2 separate regions of the Hordeum vulgare genome follow, and region 2 is linked to region 1. Evidence: chromatin contacts called from public Hi-C data. All regions are on one chromosome and are shown on one strand. The core of a region is the stretch at or near the end of the contact, and the rest is flanking DNA. Distances in the headings are between cores, read along the strand shown. Region 1 holds the start of LOC123444445 (interactor of constitutive active ROPs 1-like). Region 2 holds the start of LOC123444447 (DNA polymerase eta).

The links. Hi-C and Micro-C count contacts between places; a contact is called where the count stands out from the background.
Region 2: a Hi-C map of leaf shows a contact between it and region 1, with 2.5 times the contacts expected there. The contact joins the promoter of LOC123444447 here to the promoter of LOC123444445 in region 1. A contact is called at or near these places in 5 of 6 Hi-C or Micro-C datasets (leaf and seedling) and 1 of 1 datasets of contacts at active chromatin or transcription factors (embryo).

Annotation. Positions count from the first base shown.
Region 1 is chr3H:493,378,344-493,384,092 of MorexV3_pseudomolecules_assembly, reverse strand. LOC123444445 (interactor of constitutive active ROPs 1-like) reads left to right here and starts at 3,561. Exons shown (of 3, transcript XM_045121153.1): 1 at 3,561-3,844; 2 at 3,924-4,080; 3 at 4,169-5,396. The coding sequence starts at 3,831. The coding sequence ends at 5,167.
Region 2 is chr3H:493,571,194-493,576,942 of MorexV3_pseudomolecules_assembly, reverse strand. It overlaps LOC123444447 (DNA polymerase eta), which reads right to left and starts at 3,593. Exons shown (of 14, transcript XM_045121155.1): 1 at 3,454-3,593; 2 at 3,237-3,357; 3 at 3,053-3,164; 4 at 2,788-2,955; 5 at 2,541-2,705; 6 at 2,212-2,315; 7 at 1,950-2,069; 8 at 1,621-1,741; 9 at 913-1,026; 10 at 661-852; 11 at 143-242; 12 at 1-58. The coding sequence starts at 3,529. It overlaps LOC123444448, which reads left to right and starts at 3,459. Exons shown (of 2, transcript XM_045121158.1): 1 at 3,459-3,877; 2 at 3,984-4,474. The coding sequence starts at 3,608. The coding sequence ends at 4,346.

The sequences.
Region 1 (5,749 bases), core at 2,312-4,811:
CTTGTTTGCATAATTTTCGTCCGTTAAAATGTATGTGAAAAGCGTTGAATGATGACCTTTGATATAAGTGTCCGTAAACGGATACACAGTAAATTTACGGGTCAGCGTGTAAGATGCCTCCCCGACGTTAGCAAGCACGACCGACATGTATGGGGCACCTTCGCTTAACGAGTCTGATCATGTAAAGCATGCACCGAAGAAGAAGACCACTAGGCATCGGTAAGCATAATTTCGTCTCATTGTGAAGTGCAATCAACGCAACATCCAAAAAAACTACCCCGCAACGAAGTCACATGTGGGTGCGTGCGTGCGTTGCGAGGTGTTTTTCATGGGCGTACGCTAGTGTTTGTCACTCCTCTAGCTACCAAGTAGTGCGCGCAGCCTTCCACAGCCCGCAAGCACCAGCGACGTATGTGCCGCTCATTGGACCATCGGCGGTGAAAGTCCATGCGCTACGTCCTTCCTCGCTGACAAAGTAAACTAAGCTAGATTAGTCTAAACCACCACAGTGACAAGAAAGGAACCAAACCCCACACACAAACACATGTGCACTAGGACCCAAGCAAAGCATTTTGTTGGGCACGTTCGCTAATCTGCTCCTTACTCTTCCTCCCTCTTCTCCTTTGTCCTCTCCTGCCGCTATCCTATCTCCCACAGCCTACAGGGAGCATCTTTGCCATCTCACAAAGCTTACAAAGTTGCAACTTCCGAGGGAGGGAGGGAGCCCTACGCTTCGTGACCCGTTTCATCACACTGTGGCTCAGGTGGTGTATAGTATACCATACCATGTTCTTGGACGTTGCTCATGTCCCGATCGGTCATTCGTGTGCACTGCGTATCTACTATCCTCCTTTGTGATCTCATCTCATTACTCGTGTCGCCCATATGTATGGTGCGTAGCGTACCAGTACCATGTTGGATGGAGCAGGTGCGCGTGTGTCACAATCAACGGTGCGCCTTCCCTTTGGATGCATGTAGGTGAGCGGGTCATCATGCCTTGGAAACTGCAAGATATGGGTCCATATCGACTTCACCCCACGACCCTAGATAATACCGCCAAATAGATTGTCAATCGATCTTGCAAGATTCTAAATCATGTCGACCATGCAGGTGTGTGTGTGTGTGTGACGATCGATTGCTTTGCCATGCGTGGAACTTCTCGGTGCGAGTGCTTAGGTGAGTGATAAGTACACATCACACGCTAACTAGTTCTAGTTGGGCTGCAGGTGATTATTAGAGCATCTCAATCCTAAAAAAATATTAGGCATCAAAATAACGTTTTAACGCGTGCGGACGGTGTGCTATCTTTTGTAGCCGCTGTAAATTTTAACGTGCTGCTGCAACGTTTCAGCATACATGATAAAATAAAACGCGCGGACGTCGCCATTTGATACATATAAAACATCACATATCAATTTATGACAAAAAATAACATGATCTTGACATAAAAATATACAAAATGATGAGTTGAGCAACATAGAGTAATTTAAGACATAGTTTAAAATCATCCACCATTATGTGAAGCTATTCATATGCACATGTTTCTAGCAACAACAAAAGCAAGAAAAACATTTACCTTACGGGCATTTCATCGAACGCATTTGGGCATTGGTCGCCAGCGCCCCAAATTGCGTCTCCCCGGGCACTTTCGGTGGTGGTGGCGGCGGAGGTGGGGCGAGGGGCTTTGTCGGTTTCTTCCTCGCCGCCACCTTCTTCTTCTTTTGGACCGGCGGCGCCAACGCCATTGCCGTAGCCGCTGTCACCTCGTGTGGTGGCTTGATCATGGAGCTCCATGGCTTCGAGGTGGGCGGCGGCGCAAAGCCACCTTGAAGTTTTGTGTGTGGCGCCATGAAAAGGCCGCACGCAAGACCGGTGCTTGGCGGTGCTCTGTCGTCAATGGAACCGGAGGTCAACCCACGCAAAGGTTTACAGCGACGACGGAGGAGGAGGAGGCGGCGACGGTCGATGGGTCGCGAGCGTAGGGAAGGGTCGGGGACATGTCTACACGGATGTCCATCGCCGACGGAGGCTCAGGGAGGGGCGAAGATAGGCGCGGCGAATGACGGTTGGAGGTATGCGCACGCGATTAGTTTTGTCCCGCATGCGAGCGAACGCATCAAATGTAGTGTGTGGGATGCAGTTTTTTCGAGTGCGTTGGCACGGTTTTACCGCGTGCGGTATTATTGAACGGCTGCTGGAGCGTTGTTTTCTTCCGCGTGGGCTATATTATCGATTTTTTGATGCCCGACTTATTTAATGTCTTTATTGGAGATGTTCTTAGGCGCAACGTCTTTGTTGCACGAACTGACCATGACACGGGTTTTCTGCTGCAAGAAGAGCCACTCTACCCCGTGCACCTCATCTCTCACGATCTTGTGTGTGCTTTACATTTTTTGACTCGCAAAGCCAGCTTCCCCCGCAGCCTGCTTAAAATTGCTCTAGGAATATATATGTATATATATACTGTAGCAGCGCTTGATTGCCAATGGGGCCAGGGGCGATTGCCCCTCTCTGCCTACATTGATTTCTCACCCATCTGCCGTGCTTACTAATCACTTTCCAAAAGATCCAAATCCTTTCACTTGGCTCCGTTTAGTTGCTGTCCTGCCCTGTCCTCCAACCGTATTTCGATTCTCTATATATACTTGGTACTACGTCCTCTGTATCCTCCTGCCGGTTTGCCCGGCTTCAAATGCGTGGCCGTACATCTCAACGGGAGTTCAGTACGTACCTTGCAGATAGATAGATAGATAGATAGATAGATAAACATCGGCAGGAAACATTCTTCGGAACCACATAATCTAAACTGAATCTCTGGTTGCTTCAAAAGCCGAGTAGTACGTACAAAACGCTCGCTGCAAAAGCGAGTAAAGTAGCCGGTGTGGTGTGGCTGGACCCCGAAGCACGTGCAGCTTAATGCTAGTATTACAGACGGTGTATGTAAACCAAGTCAAAGGCCCATGGAACGCCGCCTGATTGCTTCAAAACCTTTCTCCTCGCTCAGAAAAGCGGCGTGTCGCGTGAGCATCACCCTCTCGGAAATCACTCGTCCGTCCGTCGGAAATTCGTCACGTCAAAACCCCCACCCGCTGGCGCTGGTACGAGCCCTATCGGTCACCAGACGCGAGATGCCTGCCTGCCTGCCCGTGATGTGCGGTGCCGTTTCTCCGTCGGCATTTTCTCCCAAGCGGCCGAGCAGTCACCACGGAGGGAGGCCTCCCAGTGCCGCCGTACAAGCAAGGAGCGGCAGGCAGTGATCACCGACGGTCGGTCAGGCCATGAGACGAGCCACGCCACGCCACGTTCGCAGGGCCGGCCCCTCTTCGCAAGTTGCCACGCCAAGCTGGTCCTTTCGTTACGTTTTTTTTTAACCGGTATATATATAGTAACGTTCTGATCAATCCGCGCGCCGCCCGCATTAACGCTGTGCGCCACCAACCGGTCGAGGTCGGGTGGCACGCGGCTCGGGTCGGCTCGGCTGCGTCCCGTTGCTCCCATCGATTTTTTTCGATTTCTGCCGTTCAAATTTGAATCGCCACCGCACCGGCCCCGGTCGCCTTTACGGAACCCGGCGCCCCTCTCGTAGCCGCAGCCTCCATTTATTAATGCCGTTTTCCACGAGAGAGTGGAGTGGTGGACTGACCTGACCTGACCTGACTCGACCCCTTTTCTTTCTCGCGCCGCTGTGCCGCCTGCTTCCTGCCTGCCTTTCCACCACCCCCGTCCCTCCCTCTCCTTCGTGCTCCTCTCCTCTCATCCATCCCAGCAGACGCCGAGGCCAGCAGCCAGCTAGAGGCCGGGCGTGGCGGACAGGGCAACGGGCGCAGGCCATGCCGAGATCCAGGTGGGTGCAGTGCAGTGCATTTCAATGTCCGGCGTCGGTTTCCTTCCTTTCTGAGACGTTGGTGCGCATTTAATCCCAGGGGGTCCGAGCTGCCGCAGCGGGCGTCGCCGCGCGCGCCGCTGCACCTCAAGACCACGGCCTCCTCCGACGCCAATGGCGCGCACCACCGGGTCGTCGTCGACCGGAGCAGCCCCAAGGTCGCCGACCGGCACTCCCCGCGCAGCCCGCTGCCAGAGGTACGCTGCTGTCTCTGAGTCAGTTTCTCCATTCACGCTCCCCTCTGGTCATGCTCGCCGTTTCATCTGGCGGCGGCGCGGTTTGCAGAAGAGGCGTGCGGGGACCCGGGTGGCGGAGCTCGAGACCAAGCTGGGGAAGGTGCAGGACGAGCTCAAGAAGCTGAGGGAACAGCTCGTGTCTGCGGAGGCCGCCAAGAAGGACGCGCAGGTCGCGCTCGAGGAGGCCAAGAAGCATGTCGGCGCCAAGGGGAGCCCCAAGCCGGCGGCGTCCCCTCCCTCCCCCGCCCCTCTACCGGTCGAGGACGAGAAGAAAGCTGATGAGGTGAAGGTCGCTGAAGAACCGGCGGCCGTGGAGGAGGAGGAGGAGGAGAGCAGCATGAACTCCCCGGCGACCGATGTGTTTGAGGTCGTCCGGACCGAGTCGGGCGACAAGGAGAACCAGAGCGCGCTCGTTGCCGAGGACAGCGAAGAGGTGAGCTGTGGAGACAAGGCGGCGCTGGCCGAGCAGGAGGTGGAGGTGGAGGTGGAGGAGACCAAGACGATGATTGAGGAGGATAGCAAGGACCCCGCGGCCGCCATTGGTGGCGGCGAAAAGGAGAGCCCGGAGGTCGTGGAGCTCAAGGCCCAGCTCATGGCCAAGGAGATGGAAGTCGCCGTCCTCACGGCCGACAATGCGGAGCTCAAGAAGCAGGCCGATGAGGCCGCGGCGGCGGCCAAGAGGGCTGACGAGGAGGCTGTGGCCAAGGCTTTTCTCGTCGAGCAGGAGCTCAAGGAGAACGCGGCGCGGGAGTCCCGGATGCGCGAGCAGCTGAGCGCGTCCGAGGCCGCGCGCGAGGCGCTGGACGCCGAGATGCGGCGCCTGCGCGTGCAGACCGAGCAGTGGCGCAAGGCGGCCGAGGCAGCCGCCGCGGTGATCGGCGGGGACGCCCATCTTGTCGGTCACCACGGCCTTGCCGGCAATGGCAACGGGTGGGGGTCCCCCGCGACGATGCCGGACGACGGCGACGACGAGGGGTTCGGCAGCAAGCGGAAGGGCGCCGGCATCCGGATGCTCGGCGACCTGTGGAAGAAGAAGGGCAACAAGTGAAGGTGACTGACAACAACCGGAGTGGCATATCCGTATGCCTGAACGCTTGTCTCTGTCGGATCACAGATCCGCATTTCGCGACGGCGAGCTAGCTCAGCTCAGCTCGCGCTCTAGCTCATGCTTGGATCGGTGCACTGATGTTTACTGCATTTTGGTTCGGATTTCGCTTATGTTTGTATGATGATGAGATGATGTTCGTGAGATTAAACTCTGTTTGGTGCTGCCTGAATGCCTGACGATCGATGGGTCCATGCTGCGTTGCTTCTGCTGCCCCATTGTAAGAGGAACCAAGATACAGTTCGCCGTTTTCTTGGATGCTGTTGATGATGCTTACGATATTTTGATACTCCTTTAGGGGCATCTACAGCCCCTCTAACGCGGATCCAGATTGATCGGGCGTCGGCGAAGGCCGGACGAGCCGGCGGTTTGCCTCCACCTCGGCCTTATTCCCGATGGAATCCATAATGGCCTGGTACTCCGTCATTTCCTTTGATTGGACGAAAGCAAACTCCGCCTTCGCCTCCGTCATGCTCAAGCCAGGCTCCTCCTCCTCCCACGTCTTTGGGGAGTCCGGAGGGAGAC
Region 2 (5,749 bases), core at 2,344-4,843, 190 kb before region 1:
TTTATAGATGATGGTTCACACCGTTCCTCATAAACTGGAGTCATATATAACTTGTTATCTAGAAAAGCATGTTCACAGTTCAGTATAGTAAGGGCAAACGGAAATTACATACGGTCTGCAATATTGAACTGAGTAACATTACCAACAAATGGTGTTAACTCAGGTGTAGAGGACGAATCAGTGATAGCTGAAGATGCATTGGAACTTCGGCCTTTGATATATTTCAAGATTGAGTTTGTTCCCTGAAGTAAAAATAAATAAGAAGGTATAAATAATATAAAAAATGATGTATAATCTTATTCACTCAAGCCTGCACACTACATATATAGTTACAAATTACATAAACTGGTAAAAGTGTTCCACACTAGATGTTTTTCGAAACGGGTCCACACTAGATGTCAAAATATAGATAAACTTCTTTCAAATAACAGAGCTTTACATCAGAAAATCTTGTCAAAGCTGTTGCCAGAAGCAGGCAGCAACTAATGTGATGTCAGAACGTATTTGGTTTGAGCAAATATTATGAAATACCTAATATGGAGTACATCTTATTAAGGAAACAACATGATCATATTGTCATCCTAGTTAATCTAGAGGGGATTGTTTTCAAATTCAAACACACGAAACTATTGAATACTGAGAAAGTTATCATAAACATACACTTGGTATATCAAATATTTTGCTTGCTGTAACAGAAAGAGATGTTATACTCCATCCAGCATTCCGAGAACCCCAAAAATCATGAAGCCCAGATTCAAATAGCTTCATTGCATCTTCTTGAATTTTGCCAGTCCCATAGCGTAATGGACAAGATTTGGAAGGGAATTTCTTCATTGAATTACCCTCGTTTTCCTACATATTCACCATTAGTAAGCTGAAACTAAAAGGCAATGAGTAAATTACATGAAGTACCTTAGATGCCCTAGCTTGGAGAGTTAATGTTTGAGCGACTCTCTTGTTGCAGCTCAAGTCAGACTGAATCCGCTCGCTCAATTCTTCACAAAGTTTATCCAGCCAGCTCTTAACCTAAAATGTATAAAATCGATTGTGAATTAATACGCCAGATTCAACGTAGCTAAAACAAAACATCCTACATTCATACACAGAATCAGAAATAACATATTTTGAGCCATCCTTGTGTGGGATTTGACTCGTTGACAATGCAATAATCCAGTAACCTATTTTAAGTTTGGTGGGATACAAGTATCATACAAAACCAATTTGTATTGTACAGCATCATGAAACTCCCAACATAGTTCAAAATGTACAACATGCCCCTAATCAAACCGGCACAAGGCATGTTGATACCAATCTGCCTAAGCTCTTGATGTGTGAAAAAAGGTCCAAAGGCCATTAATAAAATATTTAGCATCAACCAAGGGGTGTGCAACCTCTGCACAATATTAGTAAGCTGTGTCACTAAATGAAAAGACACTCTCCTAGCATCAGGTGATCGTTCGAGTTATGAGATGTGTATCATTAGCAACTAATGTTTTAGGTTTTTATCAGCTGTGCACGTCCATATAGTTGTCAGGAGAGTTGTTGGATAATATTTCTTAGTTTATATAAGCAGCTCTAAAGTAGAAAAGGCTGTTAGAGAACAAAAGAAAGCATGCTTACAGAAGAATTGTTCTTTAATGCTTTTGGGCCAGGAAATGTTTTTCCACAACCATGACTCTTTGGTAGAAGACGGTCCTCAACTTCTTCTCCACTAATACCTCTTGCAGTCTTCCATAACCACGTTCTGTGCAAAAATCAGATGCTTATAAGATGATATTTAACCAAGTACTATACATGATTTCTATACTTATAATTTGAAGCATATTAGCATGGAAATTTAAGTTGCACACTAAAAGTAAAAAAAAAAAAATTAGCAAGTCCAAATCTTTTACGTGGTATCCTAAACAACAGGCACCTGAAATAAAATCAAGCAATATGCAAAACTTTACCCTGTATTTACACCATAGTACTCTTGTAATTTCTCTTCTGTAAAACCTAGAAGATCCCCAACTGTCTCAACCCCCAGATCGTCCTGCAAGGAACTCCCAAGCTTACCCCCAAGTTGTTTCCTGCATAACATGGACGCTTTTCGTAATTCAGTATCAGACATTTCTAGAATGCAAGGACTAGAGAGTAATACAAGGTTTTAAAAACTTTGTCCAACAGAAAAAAAGAAACCAATAAATGTGGAGTTGTCATGTGGCTCGTTACATCTTCTTCACAGGCAGTGATGCTAGAAAGTCTTGAACCGAAGAAGATGGAACAACTGTTTGTTGAGCAGGTTTGTGCATCCCGCTGACAAGTTTAGCTAACATCTGCAGAATATAACAACATTTGAGTGGAACACTGCAGCAGGAAAAGGAAAGTATCAAAAGGGTAATGGAACAAGAGAAGCACTATGGGGAAGCTGAATTGAGTTCCTAAGTTCAGAGAACAGTACAAATAATTGGACTAATTATTCTTAAATGTGCAGAATGAGAAGAAACGAATCATGCAAAAAAGCATACTTCATCTACTCACTATTATGACTGGTTATAAACCTTATTGTGAGCAATGCCAGCAGAACACGTGAATTGGGTTTCCTCCAGAACTTTTACTCGTAACTGTGCAACAAGTATAGTTCCGCACGCCAGCAACTTATCCTGGTAGTCGGCATCTGCTCGACAAAGCCATGCCTTCACATTCTCTTCCCTGTCACCGGCATCCTGAACATACATATCAAGGTCTACGGTCACACTCACACCAAATGTAAGAGCAGCCCCAACCAATTTACGGAGAATTTCTTACAGAAGGAAGGTCCAGGATATTTGACTTTGTGGCCTCCTCAAAGATAGACTCTGACGACTCCGGGGGAGATTCCAAGAGCATTTCCTTGGCTGCATCAGTAAGGTCGAGATAGACTTCGTCGATGGATGCTCGCTCACACTTCCCCTTAGTCGAAAGGATCGCTACGACCTGAAAGGATTGGACGCAAAACCGTCAAATGCCATGGAACAGTCCTGGTTGTTTAACAATGGGGTAAATTATCGGTGTTGTTGCAGTGGCATGCTACCTCGGAGCCGGCATTTCGGTACACATTGAGATCGGCCTTGTCACGGGACACGGGAACCTGGACGAGGTTTATGCCTGGACAGACATTCTTGGCCTCATCCCCACGCATGGACCTGAATCAACCAATAAAGCATGACAGATATCTGACAGGAACCCCCGAACGGAGCAGGTGAATCGGCCCTCACCTCTTGACGCCGAACTTGCGGGCCTCGTAGCTCACCGCAATCAGGCCGCCGCCTTTCCAGTCGTTGTACTGCACCACGGCCGTCGGCTGCCCCCTGAGCGCCGGGTTCCTCCGCTGCTCGACTGCAGGTGAGCGAATGCACTGTTACCCTCTCAGTTCAGAGACGCTGCGAGAGAGGGGGCAGGGTAGAGGGGGTAGAGGACGAAGAGGGTGGTGACCTTGCACGTAGAAGCAATCGAGGTCGAGGTGGGCGATCACCCGCGGCTCCTGCGGCTCGGGCCTCGCCACCGGCATCGCTTCCCTTTCCCCGCCGCCGCCTCCCGCCGACTCTGCCCTCGCTTTCGCTTCCCTTTCTCTATTGCTTCTTTGTTTATGTTTCGGTTTCGGCCGGGCGCGATCATGGCCGTCCGTCTCGCCAGTTGGAGAGACCACGTGGCGGGCATCCCGCGACTTCTAAGCGAGCCCGTCCCGTTGGCAACCCCATCTCCACGCATCTCCCCTTCCCTCGTCCCATTCCCCTTGTCCACTCTACTCCTCTTCTCTTCCCCTCCGTGCCGCTGCCGCGTGAAGGAGCCGCGGAAGCGGCCGGACTTTGCCGCCGAGGCCGGGAGCGACCAGCGATCTCCTGCCCCGTCGCACCAGGTAAGGGCGCTGCTCAGTGCCTCTTGTATTTTGGTAGGATACTCCGCGAGTCGATCAACACTGTTTGTTTACTGAAATGTATCTTCCAAACTGTTTCCCCTTGCAGATTAACAGTGTGTTTTCCTTGACGTACGAGATATGGGGAACCGACATTTGGCTTGACGCTGGAGCGAACTGTCGTTCGACATCCTCAGAAGTTCAACTCTCTCCTGACCTCATACTTGTGATTGCGAATTTGTGGCATGCAGCTCGGGGTCCAAGATCAACGTATCCTCGTGTGTGGAAGACTGATAAGAGAATTGGCACCATTTCCAAGTCAGAAAAGCTTGTCAAATATGGGAGGTTCTCCTACATTTCACATGCATCATTTTTGGGCTCCTTGTATCCGTGGTCCGTTTCAGCCTACGAGCTAATGCAGGCTCAAAACTACTCCCTCCGTTTTAAAATAAGTGATTTAAAAAAGATCTAATTTTATACTAAAGTTAGTACGAAGTTGAATCACTTTTGAGTCATTTATTTTAAGACGAAGGGAGTATATTCTGCATTTATTTTGGTTGCTCACAAAACTCCAACCTGCAACAAGAATACCGTTTGATTGCAAGCATGTGGTACCCATATGCACGTGATGTTTGTTGGTCACGTTTAAGGCATGCGGTGTGGTAACCTCTTGTTCGAGTGGTGAGGTTATCAACACACATACTCATAGGCAGAGCTTAGCAATTTGAACAAGCATTCGCATTACATTATAGGCATTACATTAGCATAGTCATAGACTCACAATAACGACCCAGAATATCCACACAGACTGACAGATCAATGGCCGACATTCATTGGCCTCCCCCGAGGCATCTCCAAGGTGTTGCCCTCAGCAACCTCCTTGCCTTTGGAGCTATTCCCATGCTAATTAAACTGAATGAGATCAATGGATGTAACGAACCACCATGGACTAATCATGAAAATCAACACACAAGCACATGTAACAAACTAGCATGAAGTGATCATGAAGTTGAACATAGTAGCATTGAAACCGACATGGAAAACATGTGCATCTACCACAACAACAAGAACATCATCAGTGTCAACAAGCCCCTACAGCAAGATCAAGAGTTTTCATGCTGACAAGGCAAACTTGAGCCCTAGAAAAACCTTAATCAAGCCCTATTACGACACCCAAATCTAACCCCATATCAACACCCTGTATAGACACTCAAATCTAACGTACTTGGGCACCCAAATCAAGCCACGCCCTAATTGAGCAGTGTGAAAGTGAAAACCTTAATTGACAACCTAATCAAGCCATATGAAACCCTAAATCTGACCATAAATACAAATCGACACCCAAATCGAAACTTCCAAGTCTAAATCGATGGCTAAATTGATGCCCACATTCCCTAAATCGGACAGGCAAGGGCTTACCGCCATTGATGAAGGGGTGATGAAATCGGTGGTCGTCGTTGAGATCTTTGACTCGTCGAGGCCCGTCGGTGAGAGAGGGTGAGCGATGAGATAGGGGTGAGGGGATTTATGGCGTGGCTTTGGGAAAGAACGCGGTGTCTCCCGTGCGTATAATTGTGTGTCGTCCTTGCACTCAATCGGGCCTGGCTCGCTGGAAATAGTCAATTCGATCGTTCATCTTGAGTTAGTCTCTAGGTGCTTTGAGTATTGTGCTATGCAGATCCAGCTGCACGTGGAGGTAACCAATCGATCCAAAATTGCATTCCCATGGCGTGGCTGGGTGTTATGTAGGCAAACAAAGACGAGGTTACCATGTAAGTGTGTACCTACACGTAAACAATTGTTCCCTAGTTCAGCTTTGTTATGGAACTCTATAGCCATCAACACTTGTAGCCATTTCAGCTATAAAGCTATGTG